Linked DNA regions of Mus musculus: region 2 is linked to region 1. Evidence: chromatin contacts called from public Hi-C data. All regions are on one chromosome and are shown on one strand. Each heading gives the region's core, a stretch centred on a gene start, on an enhancer-like site or on the middle of the called end of the contact. The rest is flanking DNA. Distances are from core to core; before and after follow the strand shown.

The links. A called contact is a pair of places that touch in the nucleus more often than the background predicts.
Region 2: a Hi-C map of liver shows a contact between it and region 1, with 3 times the contacts expected there. The contact joins two enhancer-like sites. A contact is called at or near these places in 1 of 39 promoter capture datasets (liver), 7 of 484 Hi-C or Micro-C datasets (liver and uterus) and 2 of 115 datasets of contacts at active chromatin or transcription factors (kidney and pancreatic cancer cells).

Annotation. Positions count from the first base shown.
Region 1 is chr8:115,753,220-115,758,204 of GRCm38.p6, forward strand. No RefSeq gene overlaps it. Among named protein-coding and RNA genes, the nearest start is that of Gm51552, 36 kb to the left of the region's middle. Within about 2 kb of position 3,037, at least 32 of the 459 cell types and tissues checked have an H3K27ac peak or open chromatin away from gene starts, as enhancers often do. A contact at or near this core is called in kidney and liver, where this site is marked.
Region 2 is chr8:115,821,929-115,826,566 of GRCm38.p6, forward strand. No RefSeq gene overlaps it. Among named protein-coding and RNA genes, the nearest start is that of Gm30925, 6.0 kb to the right of the region's middle. Within about 2 kb of position 2,648, at least 10 of the 459 cell types and tissues checked have an H3K27ac peak or open chromatin away from gene starts, as enhancers often do. A contact at or near this core is called in kidney and liver, where this site is marked.

The DNA of each region.
Region 1 (4,985 bases), core at 1,787-4,286:
AATAAACATGTAATCAGCTCTGGATTTAGAATTAGAAAACTTTTATCACCTTGTTGAGTCATCTTACTTTTCTGAGCCTCATCTACAACTGCCATCCTGCCTAAGAAGGAATGAGCTCAAGGTGAACAGTGTCCTGATGGAGTGATCCTAAGATCAAGTTAGAGACTGAGCTGGGGCACCCATAAGGTAGAGGTGTGTGTGTGTGTGTGTGTTTGTATATGGAGTCATTCAGAAAGCAATGCCCATTAAGATAAAATTGTACTCTCTGTCTCATTCCAGAGGGAAACCATGCCCCTTCACTGTCAGACAGTGGCTTTGGAGCTGATCGAGCCTACTCTGAGGCCTGCTGGGAACCACTTTCAGCAGAATGGCTTACGGAACTGGCTAGGAAGCCAGTATCCTTGGAAACTTCCCGTTCACCTTGGCGCCATGGGTCCCCATGAAACTCATTGCCTCACGCCTTCCTGTCAAAGATCTTTCGCTGATGTGTTCCCAAGGGCATTCTGGATCAGCCTGAAATTCAGTCTGTCCATTCTGATCCACAGGAATCCCCTCCAAGTAGGACAGTCAATGGCTTACACCTGAATGTGTTGACTGCTACCCCTGTCCTAAGACAAGGGGTGTCAGCTAGGGAACCAGAAATGAAATATCTGGGAAATCAGACATTGTGTGAAAACAACGGGTTTTTAGGATGTTTGATTTACTATTCATCTGTGCACAGCTGCCATGCAGAAAATAGGATGGGTGCCAAGCTCGGGAGCTGATGGAGAGGGTCGGAGAGCGTGCCAACAAAAGGAATGACAGTGTTGTTTGCACACTTAACATGTTAACTTGACTTTAAAAACCCGGCTGCTCTGGTCACTGATTGTTCCAGCGACGCCATCGGCTTGCAGCTCTATTTATCTGTTGAACTGCTGGCTCTGTTTGCTGTTGCCTTCTTTGTCTTAATGAAAGAGATTTAAGAGACTTCCCTGCCTCAAAGGGTGAATCCGTACTGGACTCTGACAACCGCTGCTTTCCTTTCTATTTTCTTCCTTTCATATTCGAACGCCCACATGGAAATTCACATAGTGTAAAACTGGCATTTTTAAGGTGTACGCTTCAGTGGTACTGGAAGTGTTTGTATGTGAAAACAGAACCCGATTTACTTCTAAGACTTTCATGAAAACTCCAAGCCACTAGGCAATCAGCTCTTACTCTATGCCTCTCCTGGCAATTACTGATGTATGGCTTGCTCTTCACTGGCTTTACCTGTCCTGAGCAGTTCTTAGAAATGAGGTCTTACAAGGTGTGAATTTTTGTATCTTCGCTCTGCGACTTAGCTTAGTGAATTCAGACCCAACCTATGTTGTAGTAGGTGCTGGTCATTCTTTCTATGGCTGAGTACTCTTCCGCTGTATGGAGACACCGTATTTGTTTATCCATCATGTGTTGATGGATGTTTGGTCTCTCCTTGCCTTTTGAATACTATGAATAATGTTGCTGTGACTGTTTTCATACAAGGGTTTGAAGTTCTGTTTTCATTTCTTAGGAGTGTATATCTAGAAATAGAATTGCTGGGCCATGTGGGTAATGCTATGTTTAACTTTTGGAGCAATTGTGAATATTTTAAGGACACTCTTTCGCAATCAGCCTTGGTATCCCATCGGCAAACATGTTTTCCACCCAACAGTTAAGCTAGGGGTCACTTCCTGAGACAGTACTGGCTTTCTGTGCAGGAATGAGAAAGATAAAGAGGGCAGAGGTCCTAGGAGGCCCTGCTCCTCCTTCATGGTAACAATTAGCTAGACATCCAAGAAAGCATTAGCTTTGGAATCCCATGTAAACCTCAAGGGGCTGACATTTTTTCCTCTCTCCCTCTCCCCCACCACTCCCATCCCCCCTCCCTCTGCCTCCCTCTCCTTTCCTCCTCCCTCTCCCCCTCCCTCTCCTTCCTGCTTCCCTGCCCCCTCTCTCTGGTGTATGGATTTGTGTGTCCAGGTGCAAACATATGTATGTGTGCCTGTGAAGGCAAAGGGAGTTGGTCAGGTGTCTTACTCTACCATGTTCTACCTTATTCTCTTGAGATAGTCTTTCTTTCACTGGACCCGAAGTTCAGTATTTTGGGCTGTGCTGACTGCTTAGTGAATTCCTAGATTTGGCTGTCTCATTCCTTCTATGATGGTATTATAGGCACTCATGCCCAGATTTTTTTCTTAATTGTGTGTGTGTGTGTGTATATATGAATATATGAGAATATATATGTATATATATATATATATATATATGTATATGTAAAACAGGCATCCAAGGAATAATAATACAATTCAATACAATACAATACAATACAATACAATACAATACAATACAATACAATACAATGTGGAGAAAACAAAACCAACCAAATTGGAATAGGACAAAAGATAGAAACAGAGGAAAAAGCATTAGAAAATCATATAGATGCATAGACACACATATTCACACATGCAAAAATTCCATTAAAAACACAAAATTAGAAGCTGTAAGATATATTTTCAGAGAAATGGAGGAGGAGAGGGCCGCATCTTTTTTTCAGGATTATCCTGTCCCCTGTTCTTACACTACATGACATTTGTCCCAACAGGTCTGTGATTCCAGTGGCAATGATCCTTCTACACCTGTGAGGAGAATGATGTTTCAAGGGGTTAAGCAAAGTACACATGATTTCCCAGCCCATAGCTGGAAGGGACAGGATGCAGAGGGAGAACTCTCCCATGTGTTGAATAGACATTGGTTCACGGCTGCTTATTATTGGCTGATCCTGTGCCTTGACCTTGGCCATTCCCACATAGACTTGTTTCATCTTCAGAGACCTTCAGCTTATGGAAAAGGAGTTTGGGGTGCAGTGAGGTCCTGCAATGTGTTCAAAGCAAACAGCTCCCTGAAGACACTGTAGGGAACTCCCAATTCTGAAGTCCCATTGGTTGCAAGTCTGTTTATTTGGCTCAGTATGGCAGCGGTTCATCTGTCCTCAGACCAGGTCCAGGAGGAATGGCTGCCAAGGAACTCACACAATTGCATCATACATTTCTGACTGTAGTCAACCATCTGTTACGGCATGAGGAGATTACCACATTAGGATAGAGGCTGGGGGCAGGATGGCTTTCTGAGTTGCTTATAGGTAGTGATTTTTCCCTATGATGAATTAGAAAGAGAAATCTTTGATGAGTTGGTAGTTTGGTCCAACAAGAGCTGAGGTATAATGCTTTGAACTAGAACACGTGGGAAGCAGGATTTACTTCCAAATATGTGTGTTGTCTAGGCTCAAGTATGTCTAAATAAGGATGGGTTCCTTATTCATATGCATTGCCTGTTTTTGTGTATATGTGTTCATAACACTGTGTAGAAGGGGTGGGCTGGTTTGGGGAAGGGACAGGGAACTCCCCGCTGTGATGGATTCTTCTAGGTCTCTTATGCAGGTGAAGCAAACTTCTGTGGGTCCCCTGGAACCACCAGGGTGGTTACTCATTCTTCTGGACTACCTGGCTCCGCTTCCAAATTCTGATTCAGATGATTTGTCGTAGACTCCAGAAACATGCATTTTCACAAGCTCCCCAGGGAGTCCTGATGTTCATGATATTTGGACCATACCTGGAGAATTTCAAGTTTCGAAAACATCAAAGATTGATTGACATATGTCAAACTTAAACATCTATCTCCACATGGTCCAATTTCATGCCCCCACCTTTTTTTTATGGAAGACAAAGAGCGAGAGATCTTTGGGAAGTGCATCTTAGACAGTACCCTCCGCAAGCCCTCTTTCTCCAAAGTCCACAGGAGTCATGAGGTCAACTGTATTTTTAAGGTTCAAATTCCATCTTGCTAAATGCCAAATTCTGGTTTCATACCGCACTGGAATGCAGCTTACATCCCTTAAAAAAAATAAAAAAGGTGTGTGTAGGAGGGGGTGGGATGGAAGACTTACTTGACAGTGTTACAAGGAGACAAGCTGGAAGCAAACATTTGACACTCCAGCCCTGGAATGCTGTAAAAATTTAATTAGGTGGATCCATTAGTCATGCCCACATACGGGTTTCATACAGGGCTTACAAAAATGCAGGCTGCTGAAGGGGCCTTTCAGACCTTCCTGTAAATGCCATTTCCCTCCTTATTGGGAAATGTGTTCTCCCTGGTACTTTGGAGCCAGGCTTTGTATTTGTATTTACAAAACAGAGTTAGGGTGAGATTAACTTTTTTTTTCACTGAAAGGGGCGAGGAGGTCCAAATGGGAGCCCACTTTTAATAAGGGAGTTTGCCCAGCCTGACTGCTTCTGATTCAGCTGGGGAACAGAGGTGATGTTGGGGTCCTGCCTTTGATTGCTTCCTGACTCTACTTTCCAGGTTTCAGGTGGCAGAAAGGAGGTCATGTGGGAGACGGCCTGGAGATGAGCCTGAGTCCTTTGTCTGTAGCTTGTCTTTGCCAAAGGGCCAGGATGCAACAAGTGTGGTTCTGTTTCCAAGTTGAAAAGATACAAGCAGATCCTCAGCTTCCAAACCAGAGTTTAGAAGGGGACTTGGAACTAGAAAGCAGACATTTGTAAAGTTTAAGACCTTCAATGCACATAGCTTGACTTGGAAGCAGACATTTCCTGCTTAGGAACACCCTAGTTTTGAATCTATTTATCCAGTGAGAGAAAGTGGAGGAGAGCTATTGTCAATATAACTAATCTGGCCTTCTTTGAAACCCACATTCCAGGAGCTTTATCCTCATTGGGGTGCTGAGCACCCGGCTGACTGACTGCAAAGGACTTCAGAACAATATTGTTTAGGGGGCAATGTCACCTGCAGATGGGTGGAGAACATGTCCTCCTCTGTGCCTATTCCTCTAATTTTTTTCATGTTATTCTTTCAAAAGACATGCATTTCTTAGCATTCTCAATTAAGATGCAGATTTTAATAAGTCACTGTTCCTGCAGGAGAGGAGGCCAGTGTCTCACAGGGAACAGGGCTTTCTAAGCAAATAACCA
Region 2 (4,638 bases), core at 1,398-3,897, 68 kb after region 1:
CAGGATTGGTCATTAGCACCAGGAAAATTTTTCACCAAGTTGTGCTAGGCTTCAATACACTGGAAATGAACTACTTACTAAGCATCAGACTCCCAATGTGTAAACCAACACTAGCTACTGAGTCCTGTTGAGCTGAGCCACCTTCTTGCCTCCCATAGATGGTTACTCTGCTGGACACAGTGTTGCCAGGGATACCCCCTCCCCACCAAAAAAAAAACCTATGAGAAAATAGATGTTTATTGCTTCAAATCACTAGATTTGAGGACCTGTTTGTTATGCAGCTATAGATGACTGATACACTTTGTGTAGCTAGGTTTTTTTGGTTTGTTGGTTTTTGTTTGTTTTCTTTTTCTTTTTGTTTTTGTTTTGTTGTTGTTGTTTTCTGTAGGAATAAATTCCTTTCTTGATTTTACAGCTTGGATATCCATTCCTGAAAATGAGTCATAGCATATGGTTACCTGTCTATGGGTTTATGCATTCATTTAAGAGTCTCTTAATATTGATCATAGACCTACTATATAGCAGAATGAACTGTGAATTCTTGAATGTAGAGAGACCTGGCTTAGTCATCTCTTCACCTCAGGACCTAGCACAAAACATTCATATTTTATTTATTTATTTTTGAACATGTATATCTATGTGTGTGTGCACATGTATGCGTGTGTGTGTGTGTGTGCAAATGTGTGCACATGCCTTTGGAGGCCATAGGAGAATGTCAAGTGCTCTTCACAATTTCTTTTTTGTTTTATGTTTTGTTTTATTTTGGTTTTAAGACAAGATCTTGCCTGAGGCTTGGCAGGCAAGCCTCCCAAATCCTATTGTCTCTGCCTCCTCAGACCTGGGATCACAGGTGCATGCCACTAGTCCTAGATTTTTAATGGGAATTCTGGGGATTTAATTTGGATTCTGAAGTTTGCAAGACAAATCTTTTAGTAACTGAGCTATTTCTCCAGCTTGTGTGTATTAGTCAGGGTTCTCTAGAGTCATAGAACTTATAGAATCAAGGTGTGTGTGTGTGTGTGTGTGTGTGTGTGTGTGTGTGTGTGTGTCTAGGTGTGGTCCAGTTACTCCAACAATTATGAACGGAAAAGTCCAAGAATCCAGTAGTTGCTCAGTCAATGAGTCTGGATATCTCAGCTGGAATCATGAAGGGATGTGCTCTAATGCCAGTGAGGAAATGGAGCAAGGGAAGTGCATATAGGCAGGGGAAACTTTCTTTGATGCCCTTCTATAGGCTTTCAGCAGAAGGTGTTGCCCTGATTAGAGCTGGATTAAAGATTTGACTTAAAGGTGTGTCTTCCTACCTTAAAGATGGGGATTGGAAGAAGATTTTCCCACTTCGAATTAAGCAGAAATTCCTCATAGGTACACCCTCCATTTGGGGGGGGGTTTAGTTAATTCCAGATGTAGTCAAGTTGACAACCAAGAAAAACCATCATATTGTGCTATACAGATTTTAAATGCTACATAAAATTGTAATGAACACGGATTCAGATTGTTTACCCATCTCCTATGACTCTCATTCTCTGAACCCTACAACTTCCACAGTGGGTGAAATGGTCCACTTCAATCTGAAATGGCAGTGTTACTCTTGCCTGGAAACAGAATAGCTCAACATAAGAAAGAAACCTTTAAAAAAATGTTTTAATTTATTAAAGGATTCAACCCAGAATGGCTCTGTTACTCTTTCCCTGGCCTCGTGTATCCTGGTCCTGAGGTCAATGATAACCTCTTAGAAGGCAGTAACAAGTTATTTTGGTCTCACTAAGAATGATCATGAAGCAACTCGTGTTTCTTTCTGAGTTAATAAAGAACATTTGCTGCAAAACCACAGGGCCCTGCAGATAAAGCAATTGGCAAGAAATGGTAGGCTTAAATACCAGAAAACAGCCCGTATCCAAACAGGTGTGCCATAAAGCAGGGTAAATAAGCCTCGAAGTATGCGGTTCAACCCCAGCAAGATTGCTTAAGAATCTTTCCTTCTAGCCTGAAAAAAAAAAAAAAAGCTAGACCCCAAACCAGCCCTCTAGTGTCCTTTTCAGATGCCACAGCTGGAAAAACAGATCTTGTCAGACAGTCCAAAGTAAGAGTTGTTTTAATTTTTTTTTAATGGCCAGATAAACAAAGCCTGGGGAGGGGAGTGATTACAGTTTTGTGAATGTGGCCTTGGGCGCAGATCTTGTGAAAGACCTTTTAGAGCCATCCAGAACTTTCAGCCTTTAAGAACTGTGTCTGCCTCTTTGAATTAGCAGTGACCACTTCACGTTGTGTTGGGATGTATTTAAAAATACAGGAATTTGTGTGTGTGTGTGTGTGTGTGTGTGTGTGTGTTTGTGGTGGTGGTGGTGGTGGCTCAGTTTTCCTAACCATGTGGGTCTTTCACTTAAGAGTACAGATGCCTGAAGAGAAAGCTTTGGTTTGGTTTCCATTAAGACCCGCTAAGTGCACAGGAAACATGGCTTCGAGCCACCAAGGATCAAATAAACTCTCTCTTTTTTTTTTTTTTTTTTTTTTTTTTTTTACTTTTCTGGCCAAGAACAAAGGTAGGCTATGCAAGAGCGTCTAGAAGTACAGGAGTTAAATATTTCCCACTGGGCTGTTTTGGTGTTTGTCATTATTTGTTCTTTGCCGACCTGTGTCGAGCAAGGAAAAAGTCAAAAACAACCTTCACAGGGACTAAAGAACTCTGGGAATAGGTTATACTTACCACAGCTCCATGCCAGGGAGATATTGCAGTGGGAATGGGTAGTCTTTGAGTCCGAAGTTCAAATTCTGACTCCACTGTTGCTGAGAAAGGCGATAGTCACTTCTAAACCCGTTTTTCACCTTTAGCATGGCCTTATATGTATAGTGCCTATGAAGACTGAATGTGAGTACATGCCAGGCATGTGCGGACACAGGAAGATGACATCCTGTGAAGTATACACATGTGAAATCATCACCATGTAGCCTAGGCTGGATTGAAACTCATAATCCTCCTGCCTCAGCCTCCAGAGGGCTAGAATTATAGGCATGCAATCTCCTGCCAGGCTAATTATCATAAGACAATCTACACACAGCTTCCATTTGAACCATTGGGCTGTTCTCCTTGGAGTCTGCCCTTTGGGCACACCCTTCTCAGCATGCAACCTTAATTCCCATGCCTTCCTTTTATTATAACTTTTATTAACAAATAAATATATTTATTGATAAATAAACCAAATATGGTTTTATTTAGTTATTTTTGAGGGTCTGACTATGTAGCCCTATTTGGCCTAGAACTCACAAAAATCCACCTACCACTGGCTTCCTAGTTCCTAGACTAAAAATGGGTACCACTGCACCCGGCCAATTGTTACAACTTTTGATCTGTGCTGTGAAAAATGGAACCAAACCAGGAGTGAAAAACCAAAGCAAGGTGATCATTTGTCAAAGTTGTTTTTAAAATGTGTGGTTCTGGTTTCAGTTCTTGCTTCCTAGCCAAGTGATCATTTCCAGCTTTCTCTCCCTCACCTACAGAAAGAGCAGCATGGGGAGAGATTCTTAAGTTACTCTCCTCAAGGTAGTGACACCTGTGCTGGCTTGCATGCCAGGCTTCCTCTCTGAGTCTGTCTAGTTACAGAGACTTCACCTGCTGCCCCCGTCAGCTGAACACTGCCCTCTCCTCACAGCTAACTGACCTTCAATATCCACTTCACAGCCAGGACCCACCAGACCCCACTTTAGTCCTGTGAACAAACATTTTGACTTGTGCCAAATTCAGTGTCTCAGAAAGTACAGCCCCACTCTGGCTGGATCTAGAAGGAATCTGGGCATCCTCTTAGAAACTCCATTTCCTCTAAAAAGTGATGCTGGTGGGTGGGTCTCCCTTTATGTTGTGAGTAACAAAAATGATCTCTCTCTCTCTCTCTCTCTCTCTCTCTCTCCCTCCTCCCTCCCTTCCCCAACAAGTATAAATAGGCGCTCCTCTTATCTGATCATCCCCTAAATGTTTTTCATTTGAAAAATGCAGTTAATTTTAGATAATTGTCAGCGATAATCTCAAACTTGTGTGTAGCACGGGCCCTGGTTTTAAGTTCCGAGAATCTAAGAACAGCATGATTTGTCTAAAGGACCTTGTCTGGGCCCCAGTGCCTCTGACTTGCCACTCTTATCAGAACACAGTGAGGCTCTCCTTAACTGAATCAGAGGTATGACTGCTTCTGCAGAGGGCTCCTCTGAACCCTCTCAGCTGCCTATGTGGGGTTTGAAGGCTGGAGACAAGCACCAGGGAGCTCAGAGCAAGATGGAGTTAAATCTGAGGCCCCCCAACATTGCCTACAGGGTTAACTCTGCAAGGATAAAGTGGCCTCTACCCCCTGAGCCTCCTAGGTCCCTCCTGGAGATCCTGCAAAGATAACTACAGTCATAAATGTTATGCAAAGGCTGCCTTGAGACCTTTCTAAATAGCAGGCTGTTTTCAGAGCCTGGGCAGCATTTGTCCTGGCCAGAGTTAAGAGGTAAAGAACGTTCCACTCGTAAGCTTGCATGGAAAAAAGATTCTTGAAGCTTTTTATCTATCTCTCTTTCTTTCTGCTAACAAGGTATGCAGAGGATTCCAAATTCCAGTAAGAGAAGGTTAAAATGTGTGGATTTGCTGAATAGAGTCATCTTCCCTCC